2 separate regions of the Zea mays genome follow, and region 2 is linked to region 1. A link is a contact called in public Hi-C data. All regions are on one chromosome and are shown on one strand. The core of a region is the stretch at or near the end of the contact, and the rest is flanking DNA. Distances in the headings are between cores, read along the strand shown.

Region 1 (5,308 bases), core at 1,015-3,514:
TATTACATCATATATTTCTAATGACTACAACATATAACTTGTCTATATAGGAAGTTGCCACCAGAGTAGCATTGAGCTTCATCGAGGTTTATATTGATGGACATCATGGAACATACTTTTCAAATCTAGAATAGTTGTGCACTAGATGTCTGGTGAGTTGTCTATACTTTGTATTTATTGTATCAAATTTTATAGTTACCTTGCTTGGTTTTTTAATATGGACAAGAAATGGTCAATGATTTGGAAGAGGATTGTAATTGGCGAGTGCTACTAGTTGGTCCTTCTATCGTGCATGCCAGAGCGGGTCGAAAGAGCCACGAAAGGTATAGTACTATAATTTCACAAATTCTATAATGCAAGTACGAAATTGATATTCTAAATTGCTTGTGTTGTAGGTACTACATGTCAAATAGAGTGAATAACTCCAAGCATGTCAGAGCTTAGAAGGGAGTGCCCTCATCATAGAGTTGTGGAGCTAGTTCTCGATGAAGCAACGCACAAGAGGAGTTGCTTCATATTCAAGAAGCAATGAGGCTATGTGATGGACAGGAGATGCGCAATATCACGAATATGATTGGTAGCATTAGGACTATGACCAACAACATGACGACTATTTTTCCAACTACATAGCAAAGAAGCAGACCATGTTTCAAGTAAGTTCAATTGATCTTCTATTAGAATTTTTAGCTTTTAGCATAACTAATGACGTTTAATCTATTTTGTTCGTTGGATGCATTGCAACATATCACGATAAACATCACTTTCCATGTGTTCCAAAATATCGCCACTGGTGTCACTTTTGTAATGGGGTCCTCCACCGATGCTTCGACCTTAGGTAATCATACCTTTAGAAAATTTAGCTTAATTATAATAAAATAGACAATTAAGCTTAACTATAGGAGAAACCCACTTGGCTCAATTCTATCTAAATTTGTTAATTTAGCAAAATTAGCTAACTTAGCTCAAATCTAGGAAAATAATCATTATAGTTCAATTGTAGCGAAACTTAGTGATTTTAGCGAAATTTAGTCAATCTAGCTCAAATTCAACCAAATTTAGTCAGTTTAGGTGAACCACATCTATCCCTAGTTGATGTAACTCAATTCTAACTAATTATAAACAATAGAGTTTTTAGACTTCACCATAATTACCCGCACCTGGAGACGCTAATGCCAAGGGTCTAACTTATTTGTCAACTAGTTGTTCAACTACACTCTAGGTAGCGGTGAGAACTCTAACCAACTGATGATTCCAAGTTCAGACTAATTTGATGTATGGATATTTGTACTTATTCTATTGTTTAAAATGGTTATTCCTTGAATAACTATTGATACTTTACGACTCATATGATGTGGATGATTTATGTAATGGATAGATACGATGTAGATGATTTGTGTGATGTTGTATTGGTACTAATGTATTTGATGTGGGTGGATATATGTGTTTGTGAATGTATTTGATGTAGATGAATATATATTTATTATGAATGGATGCATACTATAACTTCGACGATCCACAACCCGGTCGCCGATAGAAAACCTACGTACAACATTATAATATACACCCTAAATAGAATCATAATTACTGAAATAAAATTGCAACACAAGTTAGCATACCTCCCATGTGGCACACCTTCACCAGCTTCATAAGCAGTCGCAGTATTGTCATCCAGTCCACGTCATGTACACATTTATATTGCAACATTTCAATAAGCGACCCAACAAAACATTAATTTCAATTGAAATAAAAAATACATTTAAAGCCAATATTTATACTTACCAACTTTTCTGCCGCATTCTCGCCGCACAGAATCTCCTGGTGATATGGATTTGAACCTTTATGCCTCTTGATACAAACTTTAACAACCGAAGGCTGACACCATCTCGAGAAGCCTGCAAAGGACCACAGCGGCACTGGGTGGAGCACGGTGGCGCTCCCGACATGCTTGGTGCCGATGGTATGAATTAGAAATGAGTGAAGGGAGGAGTACGACACAGGGAGGAGAACAACAGGCGTGCTGGCAGCGCTATGCACGGTGGCGCTCCCGACATGCTTGGCACCGGTGGTATGGATTAGAAACGAGTGAAGGGAGGAGTACGACACAAGGAGGAGAACGACAGGCGTGCTGGCAGCGCTGTGCACGGTGGCGCGACGATCGACTTGGTGGCGACAGGCTAAGTTAGAAACGAGCGAGCAAAGACGAAGAACCGAGCGCACGCCCGACCTAGTCCAAAACTTAAGAACAGCTGACACTCTAACTGACATACTTAATATCTTTAGAACGTCGATCCCGATAGACTAATAGAACCGACGCTTTTCTCGGTTTTCCTGTAGTGATTACAATTTACTTTTCTAGTTCTGATTTTTATTCTAATTAAGACAAGATACCGATACAGTTAGGGGTGAAAACAAAAATGATAAATTTCGATTACCATGAGTCATTTTCAATTTTTTACCAAAATTCAGGTCTAAATGGAAATGAAAACAATTATTAAAAATATGGGAAAAAAATTGGTAGAAAAAATTCGGAAACGAAAATGGTTTGGGTCTCTTCCGACCTTTTCTGGAAATCACACTATTTATTCGGTATTTTACCGTCAGTAACAAATTTGGTAATTTGTTCGTTAATTTCTCAGAAAAATATTAAATCTAAACTGACCTTTGTAAATCCATAATAAACTTGTATTAACTTAGAAAAATATGAGACCAATTTTATTATTTTCCTAAAATCAAGATCTATATAATGGTATATAGTTTAGAGTTGTTTGAAACTTTTATAAATCTTATTTATAGTTTTATTTTCAATTATTACTCTTGATACATATATTCATAATTTGCACGAGAGCCTGAAGGGCTAGGATGATACCAATTATGTTGACTTTCTAACTATATGTATGTGGGCACGGTGCTTGTCTTTTGTATTTGTGAGATATTGCTTTAATGTTTTGTGAGATATGATTTAATCTTCATGAATTTATGAACACTTATATATTATTACTAATTTTATGTGGACGTACGACTTGTGTGAATTTTAGAAGTCAATTGAGGGTACATATCACGATTTTTACTGGTGTATTTTATATTCTGGCCATAACCGATGTGTTTTCCATCCTAAGCTTTCGTTTCTGATGTTTATAAATTACCGATGTCGTTTCCGTTTCCAGAGTTATCATTTTCGATTTTGTTTCCATGAAAAAAATGAAAATGTAAATAGTTTTAGTATTTACCAACCGTTTCCGACCGTTTTTACCTCAACCTATAGTGACATTTTTTGCTATGAAAGTAATTAAAATTAGTAGTACGCCTATAGTAATTGCCACATATAGATATGGTTTCCCATGGGCGGAGAGAAGACAAGTGGCAGAACCAGAGACCATCAGCGACGTGCCCGCCCCACTCCAGCACCACCACAAACACATGAAAAACTTTTTATAATACCTAGATTTTTTTTAATTTACTGCACATCAAAATATCAATATATCTATTTTTATCCTCATATTACTATTTCTATCCAATTTATAATTCATTTGAAGTTTTTTTTACTAAATTTGAATGGCTCGTCTTTTTTTTTGCGAAAAATGGAAATTTTAAAGTAACATTTAAAATATATTATATGCTAAACGATAGCACGGTAAAAAATATTATTACTATTGCATTTTTTAAAATAAAATGAACTGTCAAACTTGGCGTAAAATGTCAAACGCATTATAAATTGGAAGCCGGAGTGAGTATGATTTTTTTATTTTACACACACCACTTAGAAGTGTCATGATAATTGTGTCCCCTTAACAAAAAAAAATGGCTGGTTCTGCCAGCGGAGAGAGGACAGGCAACTACTGAACAAAACGATAAATGAGGTATGGACATGCCATGGTCAGATGGGTTAGGCATGCATCTTATATTGAACTTTATTTGCAGTGCCAGTAGTTACCAGTCGTTATTAGCTTTTTCTTATTGCGACATGTCAATGACATACTATAGCTAGGCTGCTTATTTGGACCTTTCAACTGAATCCACATTATTGTAACACAGTTTCAAGCTAATCCACTACATCATTGGACTAGCTACGGTACATGTACATGTGACGTACGCAATCAGTACATCTGTATTTTATAGATGTCGGCTTAAATTAGAATTGCACGCACAGAGGAATTAATGTCTGAAATGGACGTATAATACTAAGGGACGACGTCGACGACAGCAGCTAGCTCCACTAGTTTGAATAGAATCCTGAGACGGACATATGCATGCATGCCGCTAAGAAAGTAAGAACAATAAATTTCCTGTCTTGAAGACGACGGCCTGATGATGCCGTGGGCGTGGTACATGTTGAACAGTAGTCGTTATGCGCAAGAGAGGATGCGTGACAGCTTGGAATTGAAGATGGACGCAGCTGAGGCATGGTGGCTGGACGTAAAGCCGTGTACGTCGTGGATAGGGAGAGCACATCACTGTCACCATGTCAAGACGAACAGACGATGGATCCAAGTGGTGGACATGTACAACCGGCGTCGCCGATCGGCACGAAAGGCACCCCGTGGACATGTACAGGACAGCACACGAACACGACACCGGCCGGGGGCCGGCCGGGGTTAGCTTTCCGTTCCAGCACTACAATGCCGGCCGGACAGAGCCTGGAAAATGTGGCCCGCCGGCGCCGGGCACGTAAACATCACACGATGAGAAAAGATATATACTAGCCGTTAATTAAGTGACAAGGACGTCAGGCATTAGATTAATTGGTGTCCATGCTGCTAGTGCTAGCTATATACTAGTTAGCTAGGAATTTATTAATGGATGTAGGTCATCGCATCTGTGGCAAAATCGTCTTGTTTAGTGAGAGGATATCCTGACGACGTGTTAGCCAAGGCGGCCAACTAATGGCTGCTGCTTTTCCATTTGTCCTGCCGCATGCTCTACTATCTTTCAGCATTACGTTTCTGACCAAAAACTCCGGCCCTCTACTATTCGTTCGCTTGGACCTGATTCACGGCTAGGTCACAGTCGTGATCACCAATTCAACTGTTCGCTGCCACGCATCACTAATCCAAACGGATTAGCACGAGAGAATAATACCGTATTGCTGAATAAATATTTTTTTCGAGTTGTCTTGAGTGATTAAAAAAAACTTTGATGAATAATACAAAAACTTTTAAAACAAATCCCAAGCCAGAAAAATCTTTGGTTTGGAAACAAACCAATTAAGGCCTTGTTCGGTTAATCCCGTTACATATGGATTGGACGGGATTAGAAAAAATTGTGAAGAAATTTGACTTGCTTGGGATTTAAACTCACTCAATCCCACTCA
Region 2 (5,308 bases), core at 2,087-4,586, 53 kb after region 1:
CACTTAAATTTTCAATGCTTTTTAGCCAGTCATCATCTGGCTCAATGAATTTATCTCCGAACTTGAAAGTATACTTCAGCCTGATAAGTCCACCTTCGTCAGCCTCTTTTATGGTCTCTTGTGGCATTTCCCATTTTTCCGCGAGCGGCCATACTCTGAAGGCAATATGCTCTTGGACCAAATCTCTTGTTCCAATAAAAGAACAAATAACTCCGAAGGCTCTCTGGCATTCTTCGGCGGCTTCATTCATCTCAACCTTCGGCCTTCGCAGGCCGAAACTTTGCCAAATAGGGCGCATAATTATACCTTTAATGTCTTCCCGTGCTTTCAGGTCATTCTTCACATAAAACCATTCTGTCGTCCAGTCGCCGGGCCATCTCTTCCGAAACGTTGGCACGGGGCAGCTTGACCCAGACCGAGAAACGAAACTGTAGCAGCCAAAATTATTGTGATACTGTTCCTTACCCCAGGGTTTTGTCTCGTATGATAATTCGTGTATGTTGCAGAAACTTTTCGCATCAGGTTCCAGACCCTGGCTTCTCGCGGCCCACACGAAGATATTTAGCCTTATAATTGCTTCGGGGGTAAGTTGATGAAGATAGACTTCAAATATTTTCAGCACTTCTACGACAAAGCTGCTCAGGGGAAATCGTAGTCCAGCTTTCAAAAAGCTTCGGAACACTACAACTTCACTTTCCTCAGGGGTCGGACAAGTTTTTTCTCCTTCGTCAGCCCTCACAACGGATAAATCCCGGAAGTACCTTCCCCTCATGTTGACAAGATGATTTTCTTTGATACCTGACTTGCCAAAAACTGAATGGCTTGGTCGCCAGGGGCGATCTTCGGAGTCTTCACCACCACTATCCACATCATAACTGTCGCTGTCATCAGTATCTTCAGACAAACCTTCTAAAATTTCTTTGGTGATTTTTTCTGTATTGGTCTTCGACATTGCTATAAGAAACCCCAGATTCTTCTCTTCATCGAGACTCAGCTTCATCTCAGCAGCAGCCTTCTTATCTTCAGACATCTTCGGAGACACTAAAAAACTGTTTTCAGCTCCGAAGCTTAAAAACTTAAAAAGCTAAGCAAATCTTGGTACGCAAGAGCTAAAAATTGAGTGAGCGAGAACAGCTGGCAAGAGAGCGTGCCAAATGAGCTCGCAGTATGCTCTTATTTATACGCCCAGTGCGTGAAAGATTGAAAGCCCCCGCCTGTCAGTGAATGTTGCTATTCTAGCAAAGGGAAGGTGTTTTTGCGGACCTTCGGCTTAAAGCCTTCGTCCATGTCGCAATCTGAATTTATCGATTTAACAAATTAACATTGCGAGGGGCTACTGTTGGGGGCCTTCGGCTCCGAAGGTCCTCAAAAACAGGATTTAACAGCGTTTCTGGAGTATAATGTGTGAACAGGTATCTTTGGACCCGAATCGGTACCACAGTGGGAGAAGCTCAAAGAATACGAAGGTTGATACAGCGTCGAAGGAGTGAGCAGGAAAGCTTCGGCGTGACTGCAGAAAAGGAAACCGACTTAAAGATGAAAAGGCTATTTAAACCTCGGTGGATTACTATAGAACTACTACCAAATGTAAAGGGCATGGATGTAATTTTATATGGGTTGTGTTCCATGCCTATAAATAGGTGAACAGTACCCCCGTACTGTTCACGCTGACTTGGCATTTGCTTTTTGTGTCACGCTTGTACTTTTACTTCCTTCCAAACTGAAGGTACATCTGTAACTTGATGTCGTTTTTATTCTTTAATAATAATAATACAGAAATGAATTGATAACAACATATAATTGTCTACATTTCACTTCATATTCCATATTTCATATGCTTCTTCTTTTATTTAACATATACTGCGATGATGAAGGTATGTCTTTCATGGCCTTCGTCTGAAGATCATTATATCCTAAGGGAAATAATGCTTCGAATGACGAAGGGTATTAACATTTAACATCTTGTGTTGCCTTGTTCTTAATTCATAGTATTTGAGAACAAGTCCCCAACATTTGGTTTTGTCCCGTTAACACATGTGAAGATTGATTAAAAAAAGAGTATATATAGGTACATGTGTTCTTTTTTTATGTGATAGTTTCTTCTATGTAAATATTGCATTTTTTAGGACCAAAAAAGATCTTTAGTTAAATGCATGGAGGCCTTATTCGAGTGAAACAATCTTAAATTTATATCATTTTTATTTGGGTATGTAGTTAAATCTTCTATAAAAAAAGACAGTGTACGATTAATTTATATGGCACTTATTGCATCTCATAGCATTTAATATTCTGTTACATATATTTGTTTAAAATCTAGATTGTTTGACTCCGTTACATGCGACAGACAAGATCCATTATTCATGCATGCATGTGCCATTATTAGAAGTGAGGAGGAGAGCTCTGCAGACCGAGCAACTACATAGAGATATCCGCTCAGAGAGGCTCCAAAAATAATCGTTGCGTTTTGAAATCGTTGTCACCAGACAAAGATCCATTCAGAGTCCTAACATAATTGTGTTTCTAAAATATAGATGAAAACGTAATATATTATTGAGAAGTCACACATGTGTACCTCTCGATCAATAGAGGTGTAAAACCATTGTATTTTGAAAGGAGAGAAAGTAGAGACAGAGAGCGAGAGAGAAAAACAGGTAGAGTAAGATGATTCTGTTTCTAAGAATAATTGTGCTTACATTTTATTTTTTTGATTTTAGAACAGATGTTAAGCTATGTAAGTATACGAACGGAGCGGTGCATAAGTGTATACTATGCGGTTGAATCGATGACCTGAGAGAAGGCTGAGACCGACCGTACCGGGCCCTTTCTGACTGTTCCCTCCCCGATGCAGTCAGTCCTGTCCTGCATGCTGCGCGGCGGTTGCACGCAAAAGTGAAAGGCATCCACGCCTATAGTAGTCGCGCGCAGTCCAGCCAGCATTACTGCCTGCCTCCACCAAACGAGATATGCATATGCAGATATGCTGCTGCGATCGATCTGCCAATGCATGCAGAAGCCAACAAGAGGTGGGGTGGGGGTTTCATCAGTCATTCGTTCAGTCGTCAGTCGTCACCCATCCATCCATCCATCAGCTGCATGTATGCATGGGGAAGGGCTGGCACTGGCAGCTCGCTTCACATCGATCGATGGCATCGGTAAAGCTATCGCAGGCTTTGCAGGGTGCTGGTGTTCACAGGAGTACTCCAGTCTGCAAGCCAAAAAGCCACCAATTAATGCACATGCACCGTCGTCGATCAACATGTGGCGGTGCATCCGTGCATGCCATGGACAGGACGCACGCGCACTGCGCCTGCGCGGCATGGCCTGCGCCCTGCGACGATGATCAAATCCAGAGCATTGGTGGGTGGGTTGGGTGTACGCACGGCAGGGTCTCAGAGTGGTCCGTACTCCGTAGAGCTCACTGATGTGCTTTTCGAGGCCGGGCTGACCAGCACGCATGACGCATGTACGCCATTGTGTGCTGTGTAGTAAACCCTCAGCTCCAATCCTAGCTAACTACAGCCGCGCGAGCTCCGAGCTACACTATACGGAGTACTACCGGAGAGATCGCGATCGCTCTGACCGGGCCCCGGCCTGCAAATGTACGGGCACGTGGCATGCATGCATGGATTGTCGCGTAGATCGAGCAGCAGCGATCAATTGTTGATCCGGCAGCGGGTGTCAATTATTGTCACCGCCGGCGTACTCCTTCAATCAATTCGATTCGCAGCTATTACTACTACTCCTACGTGTGTATGGGTGGGGGCGGCTTTGTCAAAAACATCTCGCGCGTGATCGCAGCAGACCACGCACCCCGGACCCCGCCCCAGTACTGGCAGATGCGTCCGTGCATGGAGGGAGGGCCAGGGCAGGTTCGGACCGCACACCGACGACGGAGAGCTAGGCTAGCGGCCTGTGTCGTTGTAGCTAGCTCCCCGTGCTGCCGCATGCGGGCGCGCGTCGCCCCGTTCGTGGGGCAGGTGCGGCGGGCTCCACTGCTCCACCACACCAGCCGCAGCTGGCTGGCCGGCCCTCCCGACACTACACACCAGCGGCGACTGCCCAGGCACGCGCGGCGGGGTCCAACGGGCGGGCGGGCGGGCCGGCCGGTGCGCGCCTTCATGTTGGCGAGGACAAGCTGCGACAAGCGTACGTACGTACGTACGTAAGCGCAGGTGCAGTCGTGCAGAGATGTACGTACGTACGTGCAGTAGCCCTGCCCTGGCTGAAGGCGCGCGCGCGCCATGGACCATGGTGACTGACAACTGAACGCAGCGGCAGGCAGCACCCCTGTGCCGGCCGGGTTGGCGTTTTCTGCGTGGACGTGCTCGCGCAGACCGGTGGCCAGGGCTGTGTGGGTGTGGCCGTGCCGGTAGCCATGCACGGACTGCGCGCGCTATATTCATCAACGTGCTGCTGCGTACGCGCACGGCCTGCTGGTCGCGTGTGGTAATAATTCGGGTGCTGGAATTTGATCGTGACTCTGATGCAAATAAAAGACGCCTTCTGATCCGTCGTCACGTCAGATGGGTGATGATGCTCTGCTCAGCTGTAGTAACGTGGGGGTGGGAGACAAGAGGACACTGTGCTTACCACCGCTGTTTACTTTGCTCGTTCCAACTTCCACTGTCCAAAGTATACAAGGAAATAAATCACCTCTTGACTCTTGTTATTTACTATATATATATATATATATATATATATATATATATATATATATATATATATATATATATATATATATATATATATATATATATATATATATATATATATATATATATATATATATATATATATATCATTCTCTCCCCATTGATATTAAGTATGCCTAACTAAAAACCATGTGATTTAAGTTCTATTCGGAAGCAACCCAATTTTTAAGAATCGGTTTTTATCTTTTTAGCTAGGATAAATCAGTTTCTTAGTTTTTAAGAAACCAAAAATATAATTTATATAAACTATGTCATAAACTGGTATATTCGAATGACCTCAATTTCTATAAACCAGTTTATTAAAAACTAGGTGCTTCTAAACAGAGACTGCAATAAAAAGTCGTTACGACGGGATGGAGGGAGTATACGATAAATGTACTTCTGGTTTTCAAAAACCATATTAAAACAAATACATTTCTTGGTATTCCATTCTTTCTTCTCAAAGTGCAATGATTATATCATCTTTACAAAAGTATACACATAGTTTGTTAATAAGGTGGATCTCTTGACCTCAAATGCACTTATTACATAAAGAGCTCCAAGCAGGTCCTCGCACATGCACGAGCCGGCTCCGTAGGCTGCATGCCATCTATGAG

The links. Hi-C and Micro-C count contacts between places; a contact is called where the count stands out from the background.
Region 2: a Hi-C map of tassel shows a contact between it and region 1, with 2.6 times the contacts expected there. The contact joins the enhancer-like site here to the promoter of LOC118476237 in region 1. A contact is called at or near these places in 4 of 25 Hi-C or Micro-C datasets (bundle sheath, ear, leaf and 1 more).

Annotation. Positions count from the first base shown.
Region 1 is chr2:63,033,573-63,038,880 of Zm-B73-REFERENCE-NAM-5.0, forward strand. LOC118476237 reads right to left here and starts at 2,265. Exons shown (of 3, transcript XM_035965062.1): 1 at 1,780-2,265; 2 at 1,617-1,641. The coding sequence starts at 2,265.
Region 2 is chr2:63,085,840-63,091,147 of Zm-B73-REFERENCE-NAM-5.0, forward strand. No RefSeq gene overlaps it. Among protein-coding and RNA genes, the nearest start is that of LOC118476237, 53 kb to the left of the region's middle. Within about 2 kb of position 3,337, at least 19 of the 20 cell types and tissues checked have an H3K27ac peak or open chromatin away from gene starts, as enhancers often do. A contact at or near this core is called in bundle sheath, ear, leaf and 1 more, where this site is marked.